Linked DNA regions of Anser cygnoides: region 1 is linked to region 2. The links are chromatin contacts, called in public Hi-C maps. All regions are on one chromosome and are shown on one strand. The core of a region is the stretch at or near the end of the contact, and the rest is flanking DNA. Distances in the headings are between cores, read along the strand shown. Region 1 holds the start of SQSTM1 (sequestosome 1). Region 2 holds the start of RUFY1 (RUN and FYVE domain containing 1).

Region 1 (6,693 bases), core at 1,717-4,216, 160 kb before region 2:
ACCATATCTTGTATCTGCTCTGCAACCGTATTTACTACTGTAACAGAATCTGTGCTATTCCAGTATGGTTTGGTCTGAGCGTTCTGGTCAGGGGTACCGCTGCTTGACTCAGCATTGTTCTTCTCCAGATTGGGAGAAACAGGAGTCACTTTGCTTCTCTGTCCTCCATGTTCCACATCAATATCAACTTCAATACCTAGGAACATATTTCAGACCAAGAAAATCTTAGAAGAATTTCAAAAGCAGTCTTAAAGCATGCATTAATCCTAGTATAAATGCTGTAACATTACTGTAATCTTCCAGTTTCCCGTTTAACATGCAGGAATTGAAGTGGGAAGCACCGCATAATCACCTTCCTCTAGATGGGCAGACATACATTTAAAGTCAAGGCAGAACTTACATATATCTGCAGAGCAAGGCACAGCCCCAAGTCACCACTGACTTAATGTTAGTGGTGACATGTTAATGAAATCTCTCCTTACTTCCTTCCACAGGAGGACTCTAAAAAGGTACTAAGCAGATGTCCTAAGCCTAGGCAATTTTAGTACAAGGAATAAAGTTAAAGCTTCAAGGCTTAGTAGCATGAAGCGATGCCATCAGCCACGACAGCTGGCTGCTGCTCCTGTTGGAAGGAGCTAAGCCAGTCTCAGGGATGTGGATGACACCATAAGTAACTTACCCATAGGGCTCAGAAAAGCTGCAACACTCTCCCCAACATTCTTTAAGAAGGTGACATTGGGGTCCTGAGGTGGGCTGTTAGTAGAAGCTTCTAGAAGAACAATTCATATTAGTACATATAGCAGCCCAAAGGAAAAGAGCACCTACAGAGCATATCCCCAAGAGTTCTCAGTGCTTGTTTTCTGAGAAACATCTACACTGCACAAAAGCAGTAAGTATAAAGACCAAATCTAACTCTGAGCCACCTCTGGAACAATAAACCAGTGGCATTAGCATTGTTAAGGCTCATTATCCATGCTGAAAGGCAGATCTAGAGCACAGTAGTGACATGCTTGAGCTAACAGCTCTGCTTGGTTTCATTCTAAGTAGTCTCTCTACAGCCTCATCTATTATTGCATGGGCCCTAAACACACCTTAAGAGAAACTGCACTCTGTCCCAAGATGTCCTTGTTATTTTAAGCAAATTAGATTAGTTTCCATGCCTTTTTTTCCCCACCCAGATTCCACACTGCTGCAGAGTCCCACCTACTCCAGCTCCTCCACCACCACCTTGTTTACCAGAGCATCTCCTCTTACCTTCCGCAGCAGGTGGACTGGAGGCAGCAGCACTGGCTTGGGCTCGTTCCGAGTTTTGGCATGGACCTGCGGGGCCAGGATACCCCCAGCAGTGCATCCACGGGAAGGGTGGAACACCATGCCGCATTTTACGGAGCCAGCGTCCTCGGGGAAGCCACTGTGAAGGGTAACGTTCATGTGACCATGTTCACGCAGACAGATTCCAAGTAAATTAAGCTTAGTGCTTACATTTGGGGAATACCCCATGCATTAGTCCCACTCCATAGATTTTACTCACCTCAAACGGATTTAGCAGTGGACTTTGAAACATCACCATGTTGTGCTCCTTGTGGATGCCTTTACCCTCACAGGTGCTGCACAGGTCATAGTCTGGACAGACGGTGCACTTGAATCTAGCACCCACCACCGGCCCTTCGCAGCCGTCACAGATGACATTGGGGTGCACCATATCACGGGGAGGCTCCTGGCTGCACTGCGAGCGATGCTCCCGCCTGCACTCCTTTTTCTCTATTAAGCAAAGGGAACTTTGCATCAAGAACAAGGTTACTATTTAAAGGTTGGAAATCGGGCAGAGGAGAAGGAAACACAAACAGCCCTTGTCACAGCAGTATTGACTTACTAGCTCAGTTTACTTTTACACTGGCTGCCAAACACAAGCCGGGGGCACGTAAGAGAACTTAAACCAAGCATGAGGGGGTTTCACAGACATACCTGCTCCTCCAAATGAGCATACCTCATCCCTAGCACTATCTTTCCATATTTATTCTAGATTAGCACAGCACCACCCCATTTGGCGTCTCGTCCTACCTCCCTAAGCTCTGCGAGGACAGAATGTTTCTCGGGAGGAAGTTCAGAAGGAGTGCCAGGGGGCACAGCAGATGAGCACGGAGATGAGTGACAGCCCGTGTGAGTCAGTAGGTGAGCTGCTGATAAAGCTCTGCAGGTGTCTGAGCGAACAGAAGGGACTAGGGCACAACAGCACACTGACAATTAAGCTGCCATCTGGGCTTCCTAGCGTGTCCCTGTGACTGCTGAGGACACCAGTGGTGGGAAGGGTTTGCGGGGAGGTGGCTGTCACTGTGCCAGGAGTGACACAGCTAGGAGGCGGCCTGGGGTCTGCCCACCTCCCCTCAGCAGCCTGGGCTCCCCTCCAGCCCCCTCCCCGCCCCTCAATTCACCTCCCCGGGGAGCCGCAGCTTACATCAGAGCCGTGCCTTGCCTCCCCCGGTAGCCGTTACCTTTGATGTAAACGCGAAAGACGCCGTCCCGCACGTAGGGCATGGCCAGCTCCAGCTCCTCGTCGCTCGAGAACGCGATCAGGTCCCCGTCCTCATCTGCGGGGGGAGGGGACGGGCAGGGTCAGGCTCCCGGCCGGGGGGGGGGACACCCCCACCCCCACCCCCACCACCCCCCGGGCAAACCGCCCCCCGCGTCCCCCCTCACCCCGGTAGTGCAGCCGGAAGGCCGGCGGCGGCCCGGCCCGCAGCAGCCCCTGGAAGAGCTCGGCCACCCTCTCGCAGACGGCCTGGTAGCGGACGGGGGGCTGCAGGGAGAAGCGGCGGATCTCGCGGGCCGCCTCCTCCTTGCCCAGCAGGTAGGCTTTCACCGTCAGCGCCGCCATGGCTGTGGCGCAGCAGGAATTGCCGCTGGGACGGGGCCGGGCGGGGCGGCTCGGCACGGAACGGCGCGGGGCGGGGCGGGAGCCGGGCCGCGCGCCCCCCGCCTTATAGCGCCGCCGCCGCGCCACGCCCCCTGCGCCCCAGCTCCGCCCCCAGTCGCACGCCACGCCCACTTGTCCATATATGTGGTCCCGATGTTCCCCAGGCCACGCCCACTTGACCATATATGTCTCCCGTTTGCCCCAGGCCACGCCCACTTGTCCATATGTATCGCACCAGGCCACGCCCACCTGTCCATGTACGTCATCCCTTGCTATCAGACCACGCCCCCCCCTTTCCCCTCATGCCCCGCCCCCAGTGATTAGGTAAGGCTGGCTCCACCATTATCGGGCCCCCCCTCGGCGCTGATTTCCTCGCGCCCCGGGGCCCTCGGAGCCCGGTTCTTGTTGGTCCCCTTGGCCTCAGCGAGGGCCAGGTTGGAAATTCAGAACCATTTCTTCTCGGAAAGAGCGGTCAGGTGTTGGGATGGGCTGCCCAGGGGGGTGGTGGGGTCACCGTCCCCGGGGGCGTTCAAGGGAAGGTGGGACGTGGGGCTTGGGGACGTGGTTACTGGGGGGCATTGGCGGTAGGGGGATCGCAGAGTCCTAGAATCGTTAAGGTTGGAAGAGACCTTCAAGGTCATCTGGTCCAACCATCACCCTACCGCCAACGTCACCCACTAAACCATGTCCCTAAGGATGGTTGAACCGGGTAATCTTGGAGCTCTTTTCCAACCCTAATGATTCTGGGATTCTGTAATGAAAACCTAGGGAACACGTGTCAAGACTTACCGCCCTTCACAACCAAGAGAGGGAAAGTTTTCACCTCCGTGGTGGGCAGGTAGCGTATATCTTGACCTGCAGTACCTGTGCTAAAGCACTGGGCCACACGGGTACTTTTTTGGCACACGCTTGGCGATGTTGAAATCACAACCCTTTTCTGGAAAGCAGTATTTATAGTACAAAGGGTTGCCCTTTCTAACTTCAAATATTTTCTAAGAATGTTGATTCCTGTGCATGATGTGGCCGTTACTTCACCATGAGGTGATGAGTTAAACTTTAAACACCAGAGGATTCATGTTTAGACATGAATGCTGCTGCTCAGGGAAGGTTTCACAGCACAAAATACTGGGAGGTTTGGGTGCGCACCTTCCCTTTCATCTCTTTGCTGTGTCTAGCCTTATTTCTGGAAATGTTGGTGAAGTTTGCTAGGTTGATATCGTTGTGTGTTTTTGTTTTGTTTTGTTTTTCCATAAAATCCGAAGAGGGGCAGGCAGTAGCAGGGCACGCAGTACAGGACTCTGTGCTGAATCTGCCTTGCCAAGCGTCACCTCCAGCACAGCCATCTCATGCCCTATTTCTGAAGACCCCAACGGCCACTTTTGGTCTCATTTACAGAGCCAGAGACCTGTCTTTTGGGAACCAGCTCCGTCACAGTCATTCCTGAGGCACCGAGTTGCTCTCGTGCTGGCAGGGCCGATTCCTTACTCCCCTCTCCATCACCCTGCCCGGGTGTTTGAGGCACCACGGGCTGTCCCCATGCTGCTGGGTCTTTTCACGCTGGTTTTGCCTCCACATTAATAGATGCATTTATAACTATCAGTCGATGCACCACGTTAACACCAGAAATCCTATTTTTCCTCCTTGTGAACTTTAATCCAGCTGGCAAATATGGAAGGGGCCAAAAGCCAGGGAGAATTTCCCTTCTCCTGGTGGCTTCTGCTGAGTCACGCTCAGCTTTCTGGCCGTGACATCATGCACTTTTTTCAAAACATAAAGAAAACAAGGCTTTCACCAGCCTGTGATTAACTTAGCTCACCGATCACGGGACAGGGTGACTCAGCGTGTCCCCTCCTCCTCCTCCTCCTCCTCCTCCTCCTCCTCCAGGTCGGGGATTTCCCAGCATTTCCTAGTGCCCAAGCCCTTGGATGTGCCCTCGGGGGATTCTCAGCCCCCGGAGGGAGATGCAAGGAGCTGGGCTCCATTCCCGTGGCACTCACCAAACGTGTCCTTCTGCCTCCACAGCTGGACAGATGGACGGATGGCTCCCCACCAAACCCTGCCTGCGCACAGCTCTGCAGCCTGAGATTTGGCTGGAGCTCGAATTAGCCTGGGGCATTTTTCCCTCTTGTTTTCTGGAGGACCCGGGTGTGGGATTCCCAGCGTGAAGAACTGGCCTCGTGGATGTTTTCTTACGGTTCTTTAGGAATTCCATAGCGTTCGATCGCAGCAACCCCTGCCGAAAAAAGCGGTTTGGCAACCCTAGTTTCTGAGCAGCTACACAGATGGATGTAGCAGAGGGACAGCAAAGGGGATGGGAAAAAAGCTGTTCGAGTTGAAAATATCGAAGTTACAGAGGAAGGGCTCAAAAAGGAGCAGTTAGCATCCCTGCAGCTCTCTGCTTTCTCTCTCCACCCACTTTCTGCTGGGAAGTGTTTAAAAATATTTGGTGAGATGCTTGCTCTGAGGGCATGATCACCAGCAGTGCTCCTTATGGCCAAGCTTTTCGTGCTGACAGCAAAGTCCCGGTGGGATTGGCGGGGGGGGGAGGGGAGGGGGTCTGCTCTTTTCCACGCTTGCAGACCACGACAGAGGCTGCTGGTAATTTCTCAGAGGGAATTATTCTCTAACTCACAGCTTTGGCTTGAGGCCCCATCAGTTCCCCCGTCACTACCCAAGGGGGCTTCTGTTTGGCGGGGCAGGGGGGTGCCCCCCCACGGACCCCTGGCCCTGGAGGGACGGCGCGGCACCCCGCAGCGAGCAGGCGCCGGCTCTTTCCGGAGGCTTCTGGAGAGGCACGGGATCCTCTGGATGTGCGGGGTCAGACAGTGGTGACTCAGTCCTGTCCCGTGACAGCTTCCTTTCTCCTCCAGCCCAGCGGAAACGCTGCTCGTCTGCTTCTGTGCTGGTTTCAGCCGATGCCAGAGGCCCCGGTGTTGCTGCAGGGTGCTCGGGGCACCCGGCCCTGGAAGAGCTCTTGGCCGAGCCAAGCTGGGCTGTGAGGGTCGGTCACGCTCACCGTACATTCAGCCGTCTCCTGCTGCTGTGACTTTAGAAATATATACATATTTGTATACATCTATACACATAAATATGCATAGTACATTAATATAGAAATCTAGCTCTTTTTAATATAGAAATATCACTCTTCTTGGGTGAAAGGGTCATAATCAGAAACATTGCTCTGGAAAAGTGGATGCAGAAATCTGCCTTTCTCTACAGTGCAGGCGGAAGGGAAAGCCACGCTGGGTTTTTGCTGTCTCATTTTCGAGGTTAGGTTTTCCTGAAGGTGAGCTTTGAAACATCAAGGTGTTTACACAGGATATCTGTTTCAACACCATTTGTCATTGGTGTAACGTGAAACTTCTTTTTAAGGGCAGAAGACGCTGGCACTGAGAGGAGCATATAGGAAAAATGAGCAGATAGCAGGCACAAAGTAGAAGCATGCAACCTGTGTTGTGCAACTACGTCAGAATTTCATGTTTACACAGGTGAGATGGCAATTTTTGCAACCTGGAGGGAGCCTTACTTTCAGAACGTGATTTATGGCTTTTGGCCCGAATTAAAGCATTAATGAGTAAAACAGGTCCTCATGATGTTTGAACGCAGTGACCTATAAACACACAGGAAATGAAGAGGCTGTGTTTTCGGACAAAATAGCACTCGTGCTTTGTGCAGAGCAGCCCGGGAAGGACAGGGCCCGACCTGCTTGCAGCTGGGCCGGAGTCAAGCTCTGGAGCCAAGCTCTTCAGAGAGCTAGATAAAATCAGCTATAAATCTGG
Region 2 (6,653 bases), core at 2,916-5,415:
TTGTGATGAGAACCGACAAGCTTCCACCTCCAACCCAGAATCAGAAATCTTAGTCCACATTTTACTTCACCTTGCCAGCTCCTAATATGTCAATAGAAACGGGGCATTAAAAATACTTTGACAGTTTAGGAGGCACGGCATATGCCAGAGGGTAAAAACACAGTTATAATCGGGAAGGCTGCCTAGCACGGTTCATGGTATGCAACTGACATTAACCACACAAGAAGTCACACCGGAGACACGACACAGACCCCGTTATCTGCCTCTCCTCAGCGTGGCAGTCAGACCACAGGGGAGCGGGTGCCCACCTTTCAGGCCGTGCTTGAGGCAGTGCTCCAGCACCACGAAGAACTGCTGCAAGGGAGGGAAGTCCGAGTCCAGCGTGCGGCCCAGGCTGAGGGCCGACTGGATGAGGGTTTTGATACTGAGCTTCATCATGTTCATCAGGTTGGCGCGCTCCTCCATGGCGTGGTATCGCACACCTGGGCGGCGGGGACAGGGGTGAAAAAAGAAAAGCGTTTCCTATTTTTATTTCTTTCAGCAACACGCTCCTCCTGCCCCCTCCCGGCGCTGCGGGGAGCGCTGTCTCCCCATCTCGGCCTCCATCTTGCTGAGGTGAGCGGCTCCGGAGGCGCTGGGGAGCGCCCCCCCCTCACCGCACGACCGCGGAGCTCCAGAACCGAGGACGGCGGGAGAACCACGGCGGCCTGGGGAGCCCCAGCACCGGGGGAGCCCCCACCATCCCCGGCCCTGCCGCCCCCGGCCCTACCTGCGGGGCAGGGGCTGCCCCCGAGGCCAGGCCCCATGGCTCCTGCGTTACCACGGCAACCCCGCCTCCCGCCCCGCGCCTCTCGCGGTGCTCGCGAGGCCGCCGCCATTTTAGCGAGCTGGGGCCGCGCCGCGGTGCCGCCGGCTCCCCCGCCTGGCGGCCTCGGCTCCTCAGGGAGCTGCGCCGCCGACTCCCGCAGCCTTCAGGGGCCTCAGTGCCCTGCTGTGAGGCTCCCCCCCTCGTGCTAGGGGAGAGATGTGCTCCTCCTGAATGAGGGGTAAGAAACAAAACAAGCGAGAAAAAAAAAAAAAAAAAGGCAGGCAGGCAGGCTGCCAGCTGCCACTTTATCTTCACACAGGTGCTGACAGATGCTGCCACCACTACACCTAAGTGATCTTTTGAGACAGGGACGTTGCGTTAGGAGATTCCTGGTGTCAGCTGTGCATCAAATGGGGCCATACTCCCCGCAGAAACAGCAGTTACAGAAGACCAAGTGCAACAGGTAGACCCCCCCTATGTTAATCACATGCAAGATTGATAGAACTAATACTAACAGCATGCAGAAGTCTATCCAGATACTAATTTTCATCATTACCTTCTTCTGAACAGGATGGTAATCTAGAATTAAGATTGAGCAAAAATTTTCCTTATGAAAAGCGTGAAAACAGCTATCCTAATCAAATTGATATCAGTAATAATGGAGCACATGAGCTCTTGTCTTCCCAGTAGCCTGCCTCTCTCAATATCTTCAGTCAATGTAGTGGATGCCTCAAAATTACTTGTAATGTCTGAGATGAGACTGAAGATTTTAAGGGCTGTAGTATTTTGAATTTTGATTTCAGCATTGTCAAGTTATACATTAAAAACAGAAAGAAAACCTCACTAGAAATAGGAAATCTGTGGCTTTGTTGAAGTATTCAGTAGCCGCTCATCAAGTTATTTTGGGTGTTTCCTGAATTTGAACTTATCAGAAATGTTTAGCTTGTAAGACTTGCTCAAGAGATACACATGTATTATTCACAAGACTTAAAAAATTAATAATGTGTATGAAATGTTCTTTATGAACTCAAATTTTAGTTAAACAGGGTCTTCTTAAAGATTTGTATTAAGTTTAAATAATAATTTGAACAATTGTTTTGACTGTTGCAAATTTACACAGTCAAATACACCTTTTGCAAAACTATGTACTAGTAGGTACGTGCAAAGTATCCAGGTATTAGGCAGATTATGAAAGTCAAACCTCAAAGATTAGAAAGCATTACGCAAGTGCAAAAGATCCCAGACATATGCTGCAATCTTTTTCAAAACATGATCAGACAGTCTCTTAATCAACTGATTTTTTAATCATCATTTTGAAGCCCCATGCCTTGTTTACTGTACACTATTTAGCACACCTTGAAGTAGGAAAATACTGAAGCCTGAAGAAAAGCTGACAATTCTCCATCTTTTGGTCTTTAAGACACATAGTCTTTCTTGACTCATATTCTTTAGATTTGTAGCTCCTGCCTTCCCAGCCAGGCAAGATAGTTTCATCAAAGGCAGAAAATGGGTTTATGATGTACCTTCCCCTTTCTATCTGTCCAGCTGAGTGTGTAGTGTGCAGCAGTATTTACACGTGATCAACAGATCTGAAATAGGAGGTAGAGGTTATAAATACTCTTAACAGCTTGTTCCCTGCTGCCTTCTTTATCTAGTTCTCCACAAGTAGTTTGGCAGACCACATATTATTAAAAAATATGTGCTTTAAATTGAATACATATAGTGCTTGGTCAAAGTTGATATGAAAGCTCTTTATACAGGAGGGCTGAATAGATATAATGTGACCAGACACTAAATCACGTAAGTTATGAACGAGTTTTTCTTCTGGAATTTTCTGTAAGTCATCAACATGTTATCAAGATACTTAGAACAATTTGGGAAGGTAGCATTGTATTCCCTTACTTTAGAGATAGGAGGCTGAAGGGTTGTGGTAAAAGTCTCATTAAGTTTGGGAGCTTTGCTTCAAGAAGGAGAACATTGTTTTCCCAACTTCTCACCAAATACCGTGTGTTGTGTTGAATTATGTCTATTCAGAGCATTATTTCAAATGCAGCTGAAGGTAGTGAGATATTCTGCCTCAGGTTAAATCCCAGGTGCTCAAGATTGGCATCTAGGTTTGCTGTGAGACTGTAGTGCACAAAAAGATAGGAATCTATATTTTTTCAGGACATGATTAATCTTGAACTCTTGCTACGTGCCTATGTAACACTGAAGTATTTTCATCAAAAAAAAAAAAGTCCATCAACAATGATTTATTCCACCATGTAGTTATGGTTCATCCCCAGAGAAATGCAGCTTGAATACTTAATACTGAAAACAAGAAGGCCTGAACCAGTTAGCATAACTGAGTTCCACTGGTCCCAAACCATCAAGAACTAGCCTGGGAGCCTGGAATACAAGACTAACACATCCCATTCCTACATCTGAATGGTTTTGTTTCCATGCTCTAAGTATTACTGAGATCTAATTTCTGTAAGGATCCCACTAAAGCCTTCTTAACTCCATTTTAAGAAATCTGTTCCATAAATCCGTAGGGTTACAATACTGATGAATACAGATGTTTAGTAAAGCAAGCTGTAATTAAGTAAAGCTATTTTTAGGATAGTTGATTTATAACAAATCTGTTTTAGTCCAATTGTCCACTTTCTGACATTAAAACTATGCAAGAAGTATCAGCATAGTTCCTCCCCTGAGCCAGCCCCCACAGCAAGTGATTTGTTACCCTTCCTAGCACAAGCAGGCTGCTGAGCTGAATTTAAAGGGAGAGGGAGAAATAGAATTAATAAAAGCCTACCACACAAAAAATAAAGTCAACTTTCCCAGACATATTAACAGTTTAGGATTCTTCTGGTTATAATATATTTTGTTAATTCCACATCTATGTTGTTCATTATAATTTCCTTTAAATAAAAACCTGCAGCATCAGATATTTAACAACAAACTCCAAGTAACAACAACGCATCACTCCCTAAGAAACGCCACTTACGGGAGCTAACTTATTTGCGCAGCATAAAAGCAAGGGTACTAAATAAACATAACCATACTTGTTTTTGCTGTGTTGTCATTGCTGACTGGTTTGGATATGAATCCTACCAAAGCTGCAGACTTCAGAGCGTTGCCATAGCTCAGCGCTAAGTTCTCCGAGGCTTTCTTAGCCAGCGACAAGATCGGAGCAGACCACCTCGCTTCTTCTGCCGCTTTCTCTTTTTCCTCGTTCTTCAGCTGGGTTGCGCTAGGAATCTGGTTTTTGTCAATGATCTCAAAGTCTTCTTGCCTTCCCGCAGCAGCAGCAGTGCATTTCTCCCCGTCAGCCATCTTCGCTCTGTCATATGACCCTGATCAGGCGCACTCCAGGCAGCAGCCCCACGCCCTGCCCGCTGGCTGCAGGGCAGGCACCAGGTACCCACAGCCCCCTTGACTCTTACACAGCAGGTGCATGCACCAGCAGGACCGAGCCGAGCCTTTCCAGAACTCTGCAGTTTGTTCCATGTTCTGGGTTAAAGATTTAGGAGGGGGGAGCAGGGAGGGGCATGGTAAACTGAGCAAGAGTTTACTTTTTAAACAAGTTATCAAAATAACAAAAATTCGCTCTACAGATTATTTTTTCATTGCGTTCTTTTCCCAAACATTACTTTCAATTAGAAAATTTGTACCATCTTTTGAAATCCTGGATTTGTGCGGTATTATGAAAACTTAAAAAGATCTTTATTACTTTGCCTGTAACTCAAGTTATCCTAGCTTGATTAAAGTGCTGGATAGGAATGACAGGTACACTGTTGTGAAAAGCTCTTGCTTGTGTCGCTGTCACTACAAAATAACTACAGACAGTAAGACTACTTCTTTAATGTATTTGGGCTGTGGTTGGTAGAAGACATGTATCATAAAGGGGAACCGAAATGGCCCTCGTATGAAAATACAGCCTTAGTGTGTGTCACAACTATTGATGGTTTATCGTTTATTTTTTCCATCCAGGAACTGTACGTACCTGAGATAGAGCACTCACATAGTCATGATGTAGTAGATGCTGCACATTAGTTTTTTTGCCGTACAGAAGAAAGTTTTTATTTTTATTTTTTTTTGTCCTCCTAAGAAATGAGTGAAGGGGGGAGGGAATAGTAGAGTTGGAGATCAGTTGCAGTAAAAGAAATATTCATGTTTGTCTTATTTATTCTCCTCCTTTAAGCTAGTTTTAAGATTGAGTTTGTCCTCTTGGCTTCTCAGATACTGAAAGTTTAACAACTCCAGCTCCACAAGGTACAAGGAAGCTCTTGCATTTTTGCTGGGAATTCAGAGATCAGCAGCCTCTTATTCACCCATGATTCATATGAGCTAAGTATAGGCTGTGAGCTACTTTTGCTAAAAGGGTGCAGAGATAAATTTTACTCCATCTAGTGGACTCAAGAAGTACGTGACAGTGGGTTTATATGGCCATAGTATCTAATAGCTTCACAGGTTCTTGCTGTTGCTGACATGAATGTACTTCTGTTTGACTTGAGTAAGACTTGACATTGATTTTCTGCCATTAGTATCCACCCAATATTAAGAGTCAGGACATACTGGCTAGAGCAGCAAAGCAGGATTCCAACCTTCTAAATAAATTATTTTTCAATACAGCTGAAGAATAGGACTTGAAAGTTTTTGTTACTGAAAATAAAAACAAACCAAGACTCCTGTTCACCTCTCAGTGTGTCATTCCAATAGCTACAGATGCACTACACTTCCCTGTACTGACTTACAATTAGCTACTTTGTAAAAACAGTGATTGAAAGTACCACAGTCTGTGATCATCTTTCTGTAAGTCACTATTAAAAAACATTTCAGTGTACAGAGTAAAGAAACAACCACGGAGGATGTAGTTTACCTAGGATACAGCTTTAAGCACATTAAAAAAAAAAAAAAAAAGTTTGTTACTTTGGTTTTGAGCTGCCCTTTTGTCAAAGAGAGGCACTATGCATGAATAACGCTATTCACTTTTAGCTCTGAAAGTAGGTTCGTTTTTATTTTTGGCTTCTGCAGATGCTGATATTTCACCACTGCAGTCTCTTCTTTACAGACTGCTAGTCTAGCTCTTGCCATTCATGTGAAGACAAACAGCATTTTCTTTTGAGAGCCCATTACGCAGCTCTAGGTGTGCCAAAGTATATATATATCAGTTCCATGTAATTACAAACATAGAAGTTTTGAGGACTTAAAGATGTTAGGACGCACTGAAAAGTTAGTCAGGAAACTGAGTGACCCAGTTACTGCTATTTGCCTTTCCTATCCTTAGAAATCAACAAGATGCTTCTAAAAATGAAAAAGTGTCATCGGGAAGCTGTCTGAGCTGTGTGAAATTCAGTTCCCTTTTTATGCAGATTGTACATGGCTTTAAGTTTTATTGCCACCCCTCTTCCTTCTTCTTAAGAGAGAGAGAAAAATATTGAAATATTTATAAAACTGGAGATAGTTAAATAGCAGTGAATTTAAAGTACAGAAATAGATTATTCCTGAAGGACTCATATTTTAATCAGGAAAATGAATCTTTAGGACAAAAGTTTTACTAGCCAAAATGGAAGATGGTTAATTTTAGAAAAGGAGAATCTATATCATTTGCATTCAGTGATTTTGAAAGGGATATTAATTTTCCACACCATGACACTTTCCAAGACAGTGTCTTCGGTTAATTCCTCTTCATCTCAGATTTATTTATTTTTAGAGTAATGGTTTAAGAAGCTTCACTTGCCATTTAATGTTTCAAATGAATCACACACTTAAGGTATTTTAGTTCAGCCAAAAATGCCATAGTATGCTAACAAGTGAACTTTATAATTAGCTGTCAGTTATACCTTGCATTCCTGTAACATCT

What was found. Hi-C and Micro-C count contacts between places; a contact is called where the count stands out from the background.
Region 1: a Hi-C map of liver shows a contact between it and region 2, with 1.9 times the contacts expected there. The contact joins the promoter of SQSTM1 here to the promoter of RUFY1 in region 2. A contact is called at or near these places in 3 of 7 Hi-C or Micro-C datasets (all in liver).

The regions. Positions count from the first base shown.
Region 1 is chr14:5,773,122-5,779,814 of Taihu_goose_T2T_genome, reverse strand. SQSTM1 (sequestosome 1) reads right to left here and starts at 2,966. Exons shown (of 7, transcript XM_048057319.2): 1 at 2,698-2,966; 2 at 2,493-2,588; 3 at 1,532-1,761; 4 at 1,255-1,411; 5 at 1-196. The coding sequence starts at 2,875.
Region 2 is chr14:5,611,558-5,618,210 of Taihu_goose_T2T_genome, reverse strand. RUFY1 (RUN and FYVE domain containing 1) reads right to left here and starts at 4,165. Exons shown (of 18, transcript XM_048057169.2): 1 at 3,853-4,165; 2 at 309-482. The coding sequence starts at 4,123. LOC125181970 (a long non-coding RNA gene) reads left to right here and starts at 906. Exons shown (of 5, transcript XR_010834957.1): 1 at 906-1,046; 2 at 1,128-1,271.